3 separate regions of the Sus scrofa genome follow, and regions 2 and 3 are each linked to region 1. Evidence: chromatin contacts called from public HiChIP or PLAC-seq data. All regions are on one chromosome and are shown on one strand. Each heading gives the region's core, a stretch centred on a gene start, on an enhancer-like site or on the middle of the called end of the contact. The rest is flanking DNA. Distances are from core to core; before and after follow the strand shown. Region 1 holds the start of SIK2 (serine/threonine-protein kinase SIK2). Region 2 overlaps ALG9 (ALG9, alpha-1,2-mannosyltransferase). Region 3 has its middle 14 kb from the start of PPP2R1B.

Region 1 (4,889 bases), core at 1,525-4,024:
GTTGCTATTTATGCCATATGAATTTCTCTCACTCTAGTTACTGTATATTCAGCAATGAGAACCTCAAATAATATTAAATAACACTTTAAAGTTTCCACTGTTCATATCACTGATAGTATTTGAGATAGCTGTATTTATCAGATACAAATATTTATCCAGTGAATGAGCATAAGTACTGCTTTAAAAATCTCACTAACAAATAGCATACTACAGTAAGAAACACTTCTATCTATGCTCAATTACCACAAAAGTTCACAGAGCAACTTTATAAAACTTGAGATTTACAGGAGCTTTTCTCTTCATTAACTCCTTGCTATTGCCCTCACTCCTCTCATCTTTAATATCTCCAGTCCCACCAAATTACCGCAAACACCCACCTTAAATTCACACTATTTCTTTTTATATGTTAAGAACACTTTCTTTAAAAAAGCAAAGGCAGATAGGATCCATGGACTAGAAATTTAGCTTTTACCTTTAATTATTTTACACACACACCATGCACACAAGTCAGGATGTAAGGACTGTTTCAAGAGCTGACCTGTGTCTTCAATTACAAATGCGTTGATCTCACCGATAACCAAACCACGATACTACTCCACAGTGCCCCCTAGCTCTGCAAGCTGGAACAGCTTAAAAGTAACAGGGTTATTTGAAGTGTTGGTAGTCACTTAGCAGCTCCACTTAGGGGCAGTTCTTAAATAGATACTATATTACCTAAATTTGACCTAATAAGTAACAGCTGACAATTAAATCTTTCGACTAATCCTGATAAGAGCTGATAAGAAAAAAATTTAACCACCCAACAATACACTTCAAAAGTTTCTGTAGAAGCTCTTTGTATCTGTGAAATTTGTTTGATTCTTAGAGTCATTAAGCAAGGACTCATCTAAAAATACACATTTAAAATGTCTTCTTTTCATTTAATTAAAGGGGAATTAACATGGCATTAGGCCACGGTTCTTTAGAGGAATGGAACCAATTTCTTTGTTTTTAAAAATGCTGGAATCAGAGTAAGTAATCTTGCTACGGTCTTATTATTTATCATTACAAACTTAACCTAAATTGCTAACTCTGGTAAATTTGTGAGAGGAAAACTTGTGACCTTGGTCCTGTTGCTAAAAAAATAAGTCAGATTTGGGCTGCCTTAGGATCAGTAGGGGAGGACAAAAAGTGAGAACAACACAATGGCATATACAAGCCCCTTGTTTTTGGAAATGAACTTCTTCACATTAAGCAAAACTTCTACGAACCAGAGCTACAAAAAACTCGTTTTCAAATGTCCTTCAGCTTACACAGCTATTCTGAAAAAGAAACCCTACCTAATTCCATATTCAAACTCTAGTATATTCGCACTAATAAGGGGGAACACTGAATAGGATGAAAACTAGAAGGGAAAAAAACCAAAAACTGAAAAAGGATGAAACTCCAGAACAACTACGATGAGGCAGAGTGGAGTACGTCAAAAATACAAGGTTTTATTCTAAAGAATGGTTTTGTTTCCACCGTTTTTCTAAAGTATTTAATTTGCACATCTTAAAATAGAGACCCTGAGGAGAGCAGCTTGAGGCGGTGAAAGGAAGGGGGGCGGGTTAGGTAAGAACAGAGACTTGCGAGAAAATATGTGCGGTGCATTAGAATGTGCAATGGAGGGGGGATGCTGGCTTCACCGTCAGGAAGCAATCCAGGGCTTTATGAGTAGAGAGGCAGAATCTGATGTGGCTTAAGGACCGCGAATTCACAGCCAGAACACACACCTGGGAAAGGGATAACCTAGGATGAGAAAGACCAACCTATCAACTGTGCAAAGGCAGAGATGACCGTTTCAACCAGCTCTATTGTCTGGAGTATTAGATGGAAATGCCTCGGGCGAGGGATCAAGCTAGCCTGACATCAAATCAGAGACTGTCGGGCAAAAGGAGGGAGAGAAGATGGGCAGTGGCCGTCCCGGCATTCCCGGCCACCGGCCCCCTTTTTCGCGCGGCCCCGGGAGGGGCGCCGCGGTCACAGGGGCCGCGCGGAGCCCCGTCCCGGGAGTCCGAGCGCAGGCGGTCCCCTCTTCGGGGCTGGCGACGTCTCTCTCCGCGCAGCACGGGAGCACAGAGACTTCCCCTCCCACCCCACCCCCAGCTGAAAGCAGGGAAGACGCGGAACTTGGGCTCCAGAGCGGAGGCCACAGACCAGGTCACGGCCCGGGTGGGAGGCCCTGGAAGAAATTCCGTGTGGCCACCGGGGGTGGCCTAGGGAAGGCAAAGCCCCGGCTGGTGGGGGTTCCAAGCGGACGACACTCGGGTCCTGGTGACCCGGCCCCGGTCCCTGCGGCGCTCACCGACCCCTGGACCTCCTGGGTCCTCACACTCCCAGGCCCTCTCGCCTCAGCTAGTGACCCGGCCTCTCGAAGCTCCCCAGCCCCCCGCTGCAGCCCCCCTCTCGGTCAGCAGCTCCTCTCTCGAACCCTCGCCTCGGACGCTCCCGCCGAGCCCCGGGCCGCACCTCCGTCCTGGTGATCCGGTGCCGCCCCAGCTTCACCACGGCGAAGTTGCCCTTGCCCAGCGTGCCCTCGATTTCGTAGAACCCCACCCGGACCGGCCCGCGCTGCAAGTGCCTCGGGCCATCCGCCATGACCATGCTGGGCCCCGCTGCTAGACACGGCGGACTGGAGCGCAGGCTGGCGGGCGGCGGGCTGGCGGAGCGGCTCCACTCGGGCGACGGCCGCTCGGCTCGCTCCTTGCTCAGTCCCTCCCGCTCAGCAGGGCCCAGCCAGGCGCGCGCCGCCGCTGACGTGCGCCGACGTCAGGGGGCCGGGGCAGAGGGGCGGGGGCGGGACCGGGCCTCGATTGGTCACCATGGCGACCGGAGCACCGCCGACGTCGGCGGCGGGCGGCAGGCAGCAGGGTGGTAGGGCAGATGGGCGGGGCCTGGACGGCGCGTTCCTTCCGGGCTCCGGCGCCCTCCGCCGCCTCGCCGCTGCCGGGGGCGGGGTCGCCTCCCGGCCCGCCCAGTTACTTGGCCACCCAGCCGAAGGGCAAGAGCGAGCTCTGGTGGGCGGAGTGGAGGGCTGCAGCGACCTGAGCCGGGCCGGGGTCTTCTTCCGTTGCCGCGGCGTTCTCCACCCACCCGGAGACCTTCCCGCCAAAACCTCTCACCTATGACTACTTTGTGTCCTAAATTTGGCACGGGCAAAGAACTGTGGCTGAGCAATGCATTGCTCACAGGCTCCTTTCTTTTATATCCTTTTCTCATCTGTTTCTATATAAATCCCTCCAAATTTGATGTCTCTGGGGAATCATTCTGACAGCAGCGCGATGCTTATAGATTCACAGAATGTCAGCGTTGAAGAGACCTTGAAGATCACCTAATCCAGGGATTTGGAGCCCGAACCCCTAAAAATATGTCCAAATTTTTGCCTCTTCCAGCTTTGGGAAGATGGGCGATAGCTGTTATTAGATTCCCAAACGTGTTGGTGACCTCGAAAAGGTAAAGAAATACTTTCTAATCCAATTTTTTTTTCAGGTGAGAAATCAACCCCCAGGGAATGAGGGAATTGCCAAAGTCACAAGGTAATACTAGAGTTAGGGTTGCAAATTACCACACCAGTCTTCCATATGGTGATCCAAGGAAACAGGTACAGCATTATTTCCAGACAAGGAGAGGGAAAGTATAAAATGCCCTTGAAAGGTCTTATGCCAGAAAGCAAGATTTTCAAAGAAAGGTAAGGACATGTCAGAAGGAAATCGGATCTAGTTTGAAGTTAACAATCTGGGATAATTTGAGCATCACGAAGGAATAATGGAAATGGGTTTATAACACAATGAATTTTTAAAAAGACTCCATGAGTGCTTACTTATTCTTACAATGTTAAATAAATATACGGGGGAAAAAATGACAGTTCTTCCTGATGGTGGAATGTCAACTAATACACATAGAAGAAATGATGAAATTTCCATTCTATGGAAATCACCATTTTGCAGCCATTCTATGGAAATCACTATTTCGCAACCATTATAGTAATAATTGATTCAGATAGAATTGTCGATAGATGTTGAAATCATTTAGTATGCTAGGGAATGGGATATTTCTAGTCTCAAACTATCCTCAAATTTCTTACTCATTATAAAAGGATAAAAACAGTACTTTCACAGAAGAAAAATGTGACAGATACCACTGTAACCAAATGATCAAAGTTAATGTCACCAATTATGGGATAAAATGACATGTGAGGTACTGAGAAGGATACACTATCTCCGATGTAGTATTTCTGTCAAAAGTACATACTCTGAATTTAATCATAAAGAAATAATCGGAAAAATGCAAATTGAGGAACATTCTACCTAACCACTGGCCTGGATCAGTGCCATAAAAGACTGAGGAACTGTTCTTGATTTAAGGGATTAAAGAGACATGTCACCAAAGGCAATGTGTGACCGTAGTTGGGAGAAAAGTGCTATAAAGGAATATTTTCAGGACAAATGTTAAAATTTACATATGGATTGCATATTAGATCATAGTATTATTTAAATGTTAAGCTTCTTGAATTATATAATTGTGCTGTGGTTACAAAAAAGAATACCCTTATTAAGAGATACATACTGAAGTATTTAGGGATAAAATTTTGATATATGCAACTTGCTCTCAAATGGTTTAGCAAAGATGAATGAGGCAAATGTGACAAAATGTGAAACCTAGATAAAGGGTATATGGTAGTTCATTGCATTGTTCTTGGACTTTTTCCGTAGTTTTCATTTTTTCTTTTCTTTTTACAGCCAAACCTGTAGCATATGGTAGTTCCCAGGCCAGGGGTTGAATTGGAGCTGCAGCTGCAGCCTAAGCTACAGCCATGGCAACACCTGATCTGAGCCACATCTACAACCTACACCACCGCTGGTGGCAAT
Region 2 (4,889 bases), core at 1,704-4,203, 220 kb before region 1:
AGCCTGCAGCCACGGCTGGCCTTTTGTCTCCCATATTGGGGGCAGGTAAGACTTCCACAGAGACTCTCGGGGTTGATGAGTGAGATTCTTACTGTGTGAGCTTTAGCTTATAAGACCTGAAAATGGACATTGTAAAATACATATTTGGTTTGGCTCCCCAAGAAGGTAAGAAATGTATCCCACTAAGTGGCTTATCTTGGAGCTTCCTTCTGGTTTAAGCCTCCAATTCCTGTGACAACGAAAGTCCCCTGGGCAAGATAAATTGTTGTTGATCATTTTCATTTTAGCTGCAGATAGTGTCCTGAGAGCAGACGTTGATGTACAGGGGATCACCAGGTACATGGATAGTCAGAAGGATAGGGGAGGAGTTCCTTTTGTGGCTCAGTAGGTTAAGGACCTGAAGTAGTCTCCATGAGGATGTGGGTTCGATCCCTGATCTTGCTCAGTGGGTTAAGGATCTGGCATTGCCATAAGCTGCAGCATAGATTGCAGATGCATCTCCGTTCTGGCATTGTCATGGCTGTGGCATAGGCCCCAGCTGCAGCTCTGATTTGACCCCTAGGCTGAGAACCTCCATATGCCACAGGTGCAGCGGTTAAAAAAAAAAAAAAAGGGTAAGAGAATACACTGTGAAGGGGGAAGATATAGTAAGTTAGAGTGATGTTGTCACTGCTGTGTTTTGGGAAGTGATGCAGTCAGGGTAGTAAAAAAAGATTGTGGACTTTGGAATAGAGTAGACCTGAGTTCTAATCCCAGCTCTGTTGCTTGCTTTGGTGACATAGAAAGTCATTTCATTTTCTGTCTGTGAAGTGGGAATGATGATACCTATTTTGGAAGAAACAATGTAAGATTGCATATTATAGCTCTGTCGTATTTAGCACAGAGTCTGGCACATACATTTCCCCACAAATGTTCTTAATTTGATAATGGCGTACTTGATAAATTAGAGGTAAAAGAACCTTAAGAGGGTTTAAAATCTGCCCAAATCTCTCTCTCCTTAATTTTATTGTTCCTCGACTTGATTTTTATTCCAGTCCATCCAGACTCATCATTGCTTTTTCCATTCCATTGCTTTTATCTTGGTGATTGTGCCTGGACTTCCCTTGTCTGCCTTCTACTGTCACAACTCTTCCTCTCTGAAGCCTTTCCCAGCTGCTTAAGTCCATAGTGAACAGTCCTTTATTTTTTTTAATTTATTTTTTATTTTTATTAGTCCTTTAAATACTTATCTATATAGCTCATTTAGCCATTTAATTTTGATGTCTTATGTTAGATACATATCTCTGAAGCGTACATATTTTTCCCCATAAAACTGTGAACGCTATGGAGAGAGCGAGTGTACCTTATTTCTTTCTGTTCTCCATAGCACCTATTATGGTGCTGCTGAATATCTAATAATTAGCCTATGTATGCCTTCTGCTTTGAAAAGTGAATATTGGAGTTCCCGTCGTGGCGCAGTGGTTAACGAATCCGACTAGGAACCATGAGGTTGCGGGTTCGGTCCCTGCCCTTGCTCAGTGGGTTAACGATCTGGCATTGCCGTGAGCTGTGGTGTAGGTCGCAGATGCGGCTCGGATCCCGCGTTGCTGTGGCTCTGGCGTAGGCCAGTGACTACAGCTCTGATTTGACCCCTAGCCTGGGAACCTCCATATGCCGCGGGAGCGGCCCAAAGAAATAGCAAAAAGACCAAAAAAAAAAAGAAAAGTGAATATTCATCACTGTTGGGATTGTGATGTTGAGGGAAAGCTGTCTCTAAAGCTGTAGTAGCTGAGAGGTGCATGAAAAGATGCTCAGCATTGCTAATTGTTAGAGAAATGTGAATCAGAACCACAGTGAAGTATCATCTCACACTGGTCAGAATGGCCATCATCAAAAAGTCTGCAAATAATAAATGCTGGACAAATAAAATAAAAAATAAATGCTGGAGAAGATGTGGAGAAAAGGGAACCCTCCTGCACTGTTGGTGGTATTGTAAAGTGGTGCAGCCACCATGGAGAAACAGAATGGAGGGTCCTTAAAAAACTAAAAATAGAACTACCATATCATTCAGCAATCCCAATCCTAGGTATACATCAGGAAAAAACAAAAACGGTAATTCAAAAAGATCCATGTTCATAGGTGCGCTGTTGTTCAACAGCAGCACTGTTTGTAATAGCCAAGACGTAGAAACAACCCAAGTGCCCAAGTACGGACAATTGGCATAAGAAGATATGATATGTAAATATATATATATTTATACACACAGTCACAGACACACACGTATATACACACATTTATATTTATACACATACAATGGAAGATCACTCAGCCATAAAAAAGAGTGAAATATCGCCAATTTGTGCAACTTGGATGGACCTAGAGAATATTATGCATAGTGAGGTCAAAGACAATTATTATATGATATCACTTACATGCGGAATCTAAAAAAAATAAATAGTTACTCTACATATAAAACAGAAACAGACTCATAGACACAAAACAAACAAAGGAGTTAGTGTTGGGGGGTGACAAATTAGGAGTAGGGGATTAACAGATATAAACTACTACGGTATAGATAAGCAACGAGAGTTTACTGTCTAGCACAGGGAATTATATCTAATACCTTATAATAACCTATAATGGAATATAATCTACAAAAAAAAAAAAAGGTGAATCGCTGTGCTTTACACCTGAAACTGCTGAAACTAATGTCATATGTAAATCAACTATACTTCATTTAAAAACAAAAATCTGCAGTGGCCTGTTGTACATTTCTTAGGCTTTAGTCACTGGTTGTCTCTAGTTAGATCATATTTCTATATTCTCTGCTACCAGACTTGTTAAATTTGATTAAGTGACATCTTAGCTTTACCCAGAAGGTCAAGATTTTGCAGAAGACCTGTAGGCGTCACCAAAATGCTGGCTGGTAAAAGCAGGGACAGATAGGTCAGGTGCATATTCTGTGTGTGTCGTGTCTGTCACTGTGCCCAAACACCTTTCTGCAGTTGCGGGTTCCTGCAGAGTTCTCTGGATTCCTGCATAGTGAGGAAAGTGCCCTTCCAATCCAGTCCACTCACCTTTGATCCTTTGGAAAGTAGAAGAGAGAGAGTTGATGGCTTACTGTGAATTCTACAGGAACTATGATCAGGGATTAGTTTCTTTCATTTAACTATTTAAAAAGATACTTGTTTTCCTTTGATGATAAAAGTAATAAACACTTGTAACATAAAATAATGAAAGTTATCAATAAGAAAAAAATCACCTATGATCTTGTTACCCAGATATTAAACCACTATTACCATTTTGATGTTTTTTGCTTTCACTTTTTTCTCTTGCATTCATATGTATATAAACAAAAATCTCAATTATTTAAAAAAAATACTGTTGTAGTTCTTTAATAAATGGTGCCAGGATCAAGACTGTAGTGGCCAAATAACTTTGCCAGACATATAAGAGCACATGTCATACTACATTTATGTTTGTTTCTTCTGGTATCCGCCCTGGTTTTAAGTATGGGTTCATTCAAAAGGACAAAATAATTATGTTCTCTATCTTTCCTGAACATGCTAAATAGCAGCATTATTTTTGTTCACCCTTTGGTTCTGAGTGACAGGCCTTAGCCAACCCTTGGCTTCAATGCTGAGTGATTCAGTTGTATCCTGTTTCTAGTGTGAGTGGAAACTAAGAAACCTGCATGACCTTCTCTATTTCACTCTGCTCTTTTACCTCTGAGTTTGTCAAGAGTTACAAGTGAGGGAGCTCCCGTCGAGGCTCAGAGGGTTAAAAACCTGACTAAAATCCATGACGATGCAGGTTTAGTCCCTGGCCTCGCTCAGTGGGTTAAGGATCTGGTGTTGCTGTGAGCTGTGGTGTAGGTCACAGACATGGCTTGGATCCCGAGTTGCTGTGGCTGTGGTGTAGGCTGGCAGTTGCAGCTCCTATTAGACCTCTAGTCTGGGAACTTCCAAGTGCCGTACTGTGGCGCTAAAAAAACGAGTTACAAGTGAGTGTTTGGAAAGGCTCTGGTTCTACTGTATTGTTATAACTATACTGCAGCAGTAATGTTTTTTGCTGCATATTCTTTCATGATGAGTGTTGCTTACAATGCAGTGAACTAAAGAAGTTGGGAGATGGAGTTCCCGTCGTGGCACAGTGGAAACATATCCGACTAGGAACCATGAGGTTGCGGGTTCAATCCCTGGCCTTGTTCAGCGGGTTAAGGATCCGGCATCACTGTGAGCTGTGGTGTAGGTCGCAGACTTGGCTCGGATCCCGCGTTGCTGTGGCTCTGGCGTAGGCCAGTGGCTACAGCTCCGACTCAACCCCTAGCCTGGAACCTCATGTGCCGCAAGTGTGGCCCTCAAAAAGACAAAAAGACAAAAAAAAAAAGTAAAGAAGTTGGGAGATACTTGAGTGCGGGCTTATATGCATTTTGTATATTCCTGTGCTTAGCTGATTGGTTCCAATGATTGCAGTTTTCTGGCTTCACCTAGTCTTTCTTATGGATTAAATGACATATAAACAAATGCAGAAAGTGAATTATGCTCACATTATTCCCTAATATATCAGTTGCATTGGAACAAATTTGCATTTTCAAAACAAGTGTTACAAGAGAACTGTTTATTCTCATTCTTATTTATCCTTGCTTTTATCATTTAGCCAGTGGAAAAATTATGGATTTGGAAAGGAATTTAAGGTGTCATAAAGTTTATGAGCTCTTCATTTTATGGGTGAAAAAAACTGATGCTCAGAGAAGTTATAACTTGACAAAGGTTAGTTCTAGGATAAGAAGTTTGGTTTCTGGATTCCCTAGTATTCTTTTCACACTGCCTTTACTTTCAAAGCTACTTTATAGTTTATACCATATGGTTTATCACTTGAATATGTGTTTTCCTGTGATAGTTAATTGT
Region 3 (4,889 bases), core at 874-3,373, 160 kb before region 1:
GGTCAGAGACCTGATGGGTAACGAAACTGAACTTTTTTCTTTTCCTTTCTTCTTCTTCTTTTTTAATGGCCGCATCTGAAGCACATGGAAATGCCTGGGCCAGGGACTGAATCCCAGCCACAGTGCTGGCAGTGCTGGATCCTTTAACTCACTGCGCTGGGTTGGGGATCAACCCCCGCCTCCAAGCGACTCAAGCTTCTGCAGTCAGATTCCTAACCCATTGTGCCACAGTGGGAACTCTAACTTTCTATTTTAAGGAAGAATTTTTCTCTGTGTTTCTTTGAGTTCTTTGGAGCTGCCAGTGTGCCTGTTGGTTGGACCATCACAGCAGTGCTCCTTGAGGCAGCCTGGCCTGTGGCAGGAAAATTGTGCTTATGTTTGGAAGTCAAGCTCCTTTGCAGCCCCACAGGGTCCCGTGTCCGTTCCATCCCTCTAGTCGGTCACATTACAGTGCCTTATTTCCCTAAGGGTAACTGTGTCTAGTATCTGCAAATAGGATGAATCTATTTTTCAGAGTTTCCATCATTCATTTTTCAAAGAGAAGGGATTTTCAAGAGGAACTGATCCCAAGAGAGGAGAAAAGAAGTGATACGAGAAGAAATAGCTCGTTACCATATGAAGAGTCTCCTTGTTGGGATGGGGTTGAAGCACTAGTGAGGCAGTAGGTCTAGATAGTTAACAGTAGGTCCCTGTTAACTAGAGAGCGAGGGTGAACTGAGATCCAACTTACTGCTCTAAAGATTTTTGGCATTTAATTTTCAGTACTTGATCACTGCAAATATTGGCACACGTGGTCTGACTACAGGATAGAGAATTTTCAGTGTAATATCCTGCCATACCTGTAGCGGTAGTTGACTGTCTTTCACAGTGGCTAAATCTTGCTACTTTTGGCAGAGGTGAATAAGGGAGTACAGTAATGGAGAGCCATGATGCATGAAAGTGGTACAAGGCTGACCTACTTCAGCATCTTGTGTGTTCAAAAAAAAAAAAAAAAAAAAACCTCTGAGCAAGAACTTCCTGTAACATATATAGCACAAATGGTCATTATCCAGGAATTCCTTGGGAATATCAGTTCCTATCCCTTTTAAAACCTGACTTTGGTTTTCTCTGTCCTAGGAATGTCTTCAGTGAGAACACACTAAGTTGCAGAAGACTGTGCCTAGGTAAAGGATGTAAAAATCCTTTATAGGTAAATGATTTTTGTCGTGAAGGTGTTTTTCACATGTTACATAAACTCGAAGGTAGCTTTGCCTGGGAAAAGTCTTCACCTGGTAAAAGTGGCCCTTCTCCAGAGAATCAGTGTTCAGCATGAGCTGAGTGCTGCCCTCACTGTAAGCCTAAAGTATCAGGTACTTTTTTCTTCATAGATTGTTGACCGTCAAGGAAAGGAGGGCTGCAGATTATTGATTATGGAGCTGGGTGTACTGGCAATTCCAGGGTTCTCTCAACTCCAGAGCTTAGGACCCTGAGTCCTAGTAATGAACCAGCATCTGTTATCAGAGATTACTTGTTACCTGGTAGGTGTCATCTAAGAAGACAGACCAGTCATTTTAGTCTCTTGAGATAATAACAGAAAATTGAAGCCTACATTCTTTTTTACTGAATTCAAGTTTAGAAATTGATTCTGTGTTTTAAATCAAGGTGTGTCTTGATCCCAACAGTTTATGTGGGTCATTTTTTTCTAGTTTGGAGTTCTGGGGAAAGAACCTTAAAAACCCCATGTGATTCTGCAGCGTTAGATCTGTTGACCTTTTGGGCAAACCCAACAGAGATCCTTTATTGTGTTTTGCATTTCATGAGATTTACTGAAATAAGAATTTACTATGATTGTGCAGTCTTCTGGCCAGTGTCCAGCAGCTCTGCTTTAATTTGGTCAGTTTTATTTTCTCTGCACAGGGAAAAGAGGCACAATTTAATCTTTGCTTCCATAAGCATGTTAAAGCTCATGTGTTAATTCATTCTTAGGCTCCTGTATTAAATGCCTTGGATAAACGGTTAAATGGACACGTGCTCAGCTTTAATTTTTTTGCAACAGAAAGATCTGGCTTCCGTATGGCATTGTTGGTTTTCAGAGGCTCTCTGGGGTGTTGGTAAATCTAAATGAATGTTGCCTTTACTTTTTCCAGCGTGTAATGTATATAACCATGTGATTCATGCTGCAAGTCAAATCAGGAAGCACTACAGTGTTGAAGCCAGAGGATTGTTCAGTTCATTTGTCTTCCTGATCCTCCTGCTTTATTTCCCATGTCAGTGTTTACATTCCATACTTGTATTTTCTGTGAAAGAAAAAATTAAATAAAACCTGGCAGTTTGATTTTCCTTTTCCTAAGGTGGTATTTTCTCGTTTGCTTTTAGCTTTTAAATCTTCGGTGGAGATTGGAATCTGAAGGAGCTCAACTCCTTGCATCTTCCCCACTTTACCCTTCAGTGTAGAGACCTCCTTCCGCAGACCAAATAGCCCACAGTATTTATTCTGAAAACTTGGGGAAGAAGCCATTGGACAACCCAGTGAGGGTTAGATTTGTTTTGTGGAAAAACCAAGCACAGTGGGAATTACTCAGTATGTCTACGTTGTACCTCAGAGTTTCTGAGTCCATGTTGTGTTTTGAGGATGCGGATTCAAACCCTGGCCTTACTCAATGGGTTAAGATCCTACATTGCCACAAGCTGTGGCATAGGTCACAGATGCAGCTTGGATCTGGTGTTGCTGTGGCATAGGTGTAGGCTGGGCAGCTGCAATTTGACAAGAAAAAAAAAAAAGGAATCTCTGGACTTTGCAAATCTTAAAATTCATTGAAATGTACACCTAGTAATAGCTAACATTTAGGTTATTTACTGCTTCATTGAGAGTTGTCGGGAGCAATAAAGCTTTTTTTGTGAATCAATTTCTAACGTCATCCCTATATCTTGCACCTTATAGCCGATAATTTCTGGTAGCCGTCTAGTTTTATACCATTGGTTACCAGTTTTCTTTCTATAGGACGCCAAATGCCTGTGAAACGTGATTTACTTTTCCCACGTTATTTAAGAGAAGGATACTTTTTTATTAATATAATTCCAGGAAGTCCACAGCTTTAATGAATTTGTTTACTCCGCCTAAAAGATCACCCTTCTCACTGTTCGTTACTCTTACTTTGAGGGCCAGCTTGAGTGCCCCTCTCTTTATGAAGACTTCCAAGACTTCAGACGCCTGTGATTACTTCCTGAACCCTCTTAGAGTACCTAGTGTCTTTACTGATGACATAGAACCTTAACACGTAAGCCGTGTAAACCTGTCTCTCAGTCGCACTGTTGGCACGAATGGGGGCAAAGACTTCTGCGTATTCCCAATGTTCAGCACAAATCCCTGAACTTTCTGGTTCGTGCATGTTTCTTGACAATGAAGAAAGGACACTGCAGACAAACCTGCAACTGATATACAGCTGTTGCTTTCCATTTGGCTGATTTTCAGGCCGCAGGAAGTAGAGCAAGTCATAAGCCCTGTAGTAGTCAAAGGGCAGTTTGGCAGATGTGATTGAGGCCCATGCTCTGTATATTTTAGGAATTCTGAAAGGTACATGCTTTCACTTAAAGGCAGATTCTTCAGAGGACTGTCTAAAAAGAGATTATGTACTTTTCTTAAATATTTTTTTTCTTACTTGATTTCTGAGGATCAGACAGCCCAGGAGAACTTCTGAATGCCTTTGAGGCAGAAAACTTCTTCTCCAGGCGTGAGGAGGCCCTCCTACTCCTACCAGCAGCCACACGCCTTGCTAGTAGTTCTAGGAATTCTCTTGTGGCGCAGGGGGCTGAGGATCCAGTGTTGTCACTGAAGTAGTATCAAGTGTTTTTTTTTTTTTTTTTTGTCTTTTTGTCTTTTTGCCATTTCTTGGGCCACTCCCACGGCATATGGAGGTTCCCAGGCTAGGGGTCCAATCGGAGCTGTAGCCACCACCCTACGCCACAGCCACAGCAACGTGGGGATCCGAGGCACGTCTGAAACCTACACCACAGCTCACGGCAACACTGAATCCTTAACCTACTGAGCAAGGCCAGGGATCGAACCCGAAACCTCATGGTTCCTAGTCAGATTTGTTAACCACTGGAACTGTTAACCATTTGTTAACAACGGGAACTCCAGTATCAAGTGGGTTTTGACAGCTGAAAGCTGTTTGGGCTCTCTTCAGCCCTGGAGTTCAACATAGACCTGGAATGAAACAAATTGTAACCATTTGATAGGTGAATGAGGAAAATTCAGATAAGGGATATGAGACTACAGAACTGTAGTGGTACGAGCAATTGGGAACTCTGCTGTAGCTCCTTTGAGTAAACAGTTTATGATTAAATTAAAAATTCTGTTAAATACCATTTTACCTGAGTATGAGCATTTCTTAATTTTTTTTTAAGTCAATCTAAAGGTATCTTCATAAAATACTTCAAAGTAGTAGAGGTTTTGTTTCCGCTTCTAGTTTCTGGGCTGCTTGTTCTGTCTTTACCTGCCTAGAGATAAAAGTGATGGTCCTAACAGCCAAAAGATTGTGTGAGATAAAGCTAATTTCTTCTGATGTTTCCACTGTGGCTCAGGGGGTTACACACCCAACTGGTATCCTTGAGGATGTGGGTTCAATCCCTGTCCCACTTGATGGATTAAGGATCTGGTGTTGCTGTGAGCTATGGTATGGTTTGCAGACATGGCTTGGATCCCCAGTGGCTGTGGCTGTGGCTGTGGTGTAGGCCAGCAGCTGCAGCTCTGATTCGACCCCTAGCCTGGGACTTCCATATGCTGCAAGTGCGGCCCTAAAACACACACACACAACAAAAAACTAATGTTTTTGAAGAGCTACAGCCAGGGATTTCAGCCATTTCCTTCATTAGGAGTGTTCTCTTTGACCTTTGCCTGCAGAGTCAGT

The links. HiChIP or PLAC-seq counts read pairs in DNA pulled down with a chosen protein or histone mark.
Region 2: an H3K27ac HiChIP or PLAC-seq map of skeletal muscle shows a contact between it and region 1. The contact joins the enhancer-like site here to the promoter of SIK2 in region 1. A contact is called at or near these places in 2 of 5 promoter capture datasets (both in liver), 21 of 47 Hi-C or Micro-C datasets (alveolar macrophages, blood, brain and 12 more) and 2 of 2 datasets of contacts at active chromatin or transcription factors (alveolar macrophages and skeletal muscle).
Region 3: a contact with region 1 is called in an H3K27ac HiChIP or PLAC-seq map of alveolar macrophages. The contact joins the enhancer-like site here to the promoter of SIK2 in region 1. A contact is called at or near these places in 3 of 5 promoter capture datasets (fetal skeletal muscle, liver and skeletal muscle), 32 of 47 Hi-C or Micro-C datasets (adipocytes, adipose tissue, alveolar macrophages and 17 more) and 2 of 2 datasets of contacts at active chromatin or transcription factors (alveolar macrophages and skeletal muscle).

What each region holds. Positions count from the first base shown.
Region 1 is chr9:39,366,440-39,371,328 of Sscrofa11.1, reverse strand. It overlaps SIK2 (serine/threonine-protein kinase SIK2), which reads right to left and starts at 2,774. Exons shown (of 15, transcript XM_021062772.1): 1 at 2,491-2,774. The coding sequence starts at 2,625.
Region 2 is chr9:39,582,320-39,587,208 of Sscrofa11.1, reverse strand. The region is part of intron 14 of ALG9 (ALG9, alpha-1,2-mannosyltransferase); the gene reads left to right. Among named protein-coding and RNA genes, the nearest start is that of ALG9, 35 kb to the left of the region's middle. Within about 2 kb of position 2,953, at least 2 of the 83 cell types and tissues checked have an H3K27ac peak or open chromatin away from gene starts, as enhancers often do. A contact at or near this core is called in liver and skeletal muscle, where this site is marked.
Region 3 is chr9:39,528,710-39,533,598 of Sscrofa11.1, reverse strand. It overlaps a transcript of ALG9 not described here. Among named protein-coding and RNA genes, the nearest start is that of PPP2R1B, 14 kb to the right of the region's middle. Within about 2 kb of position 2,123, at least 1 of the 83 cell types and tissues checked has an H3K27ac peak or open chromatin away from gene starts, as enhancers often do. A contact at or near this core is called in alveolar macrophages, where this site is marked.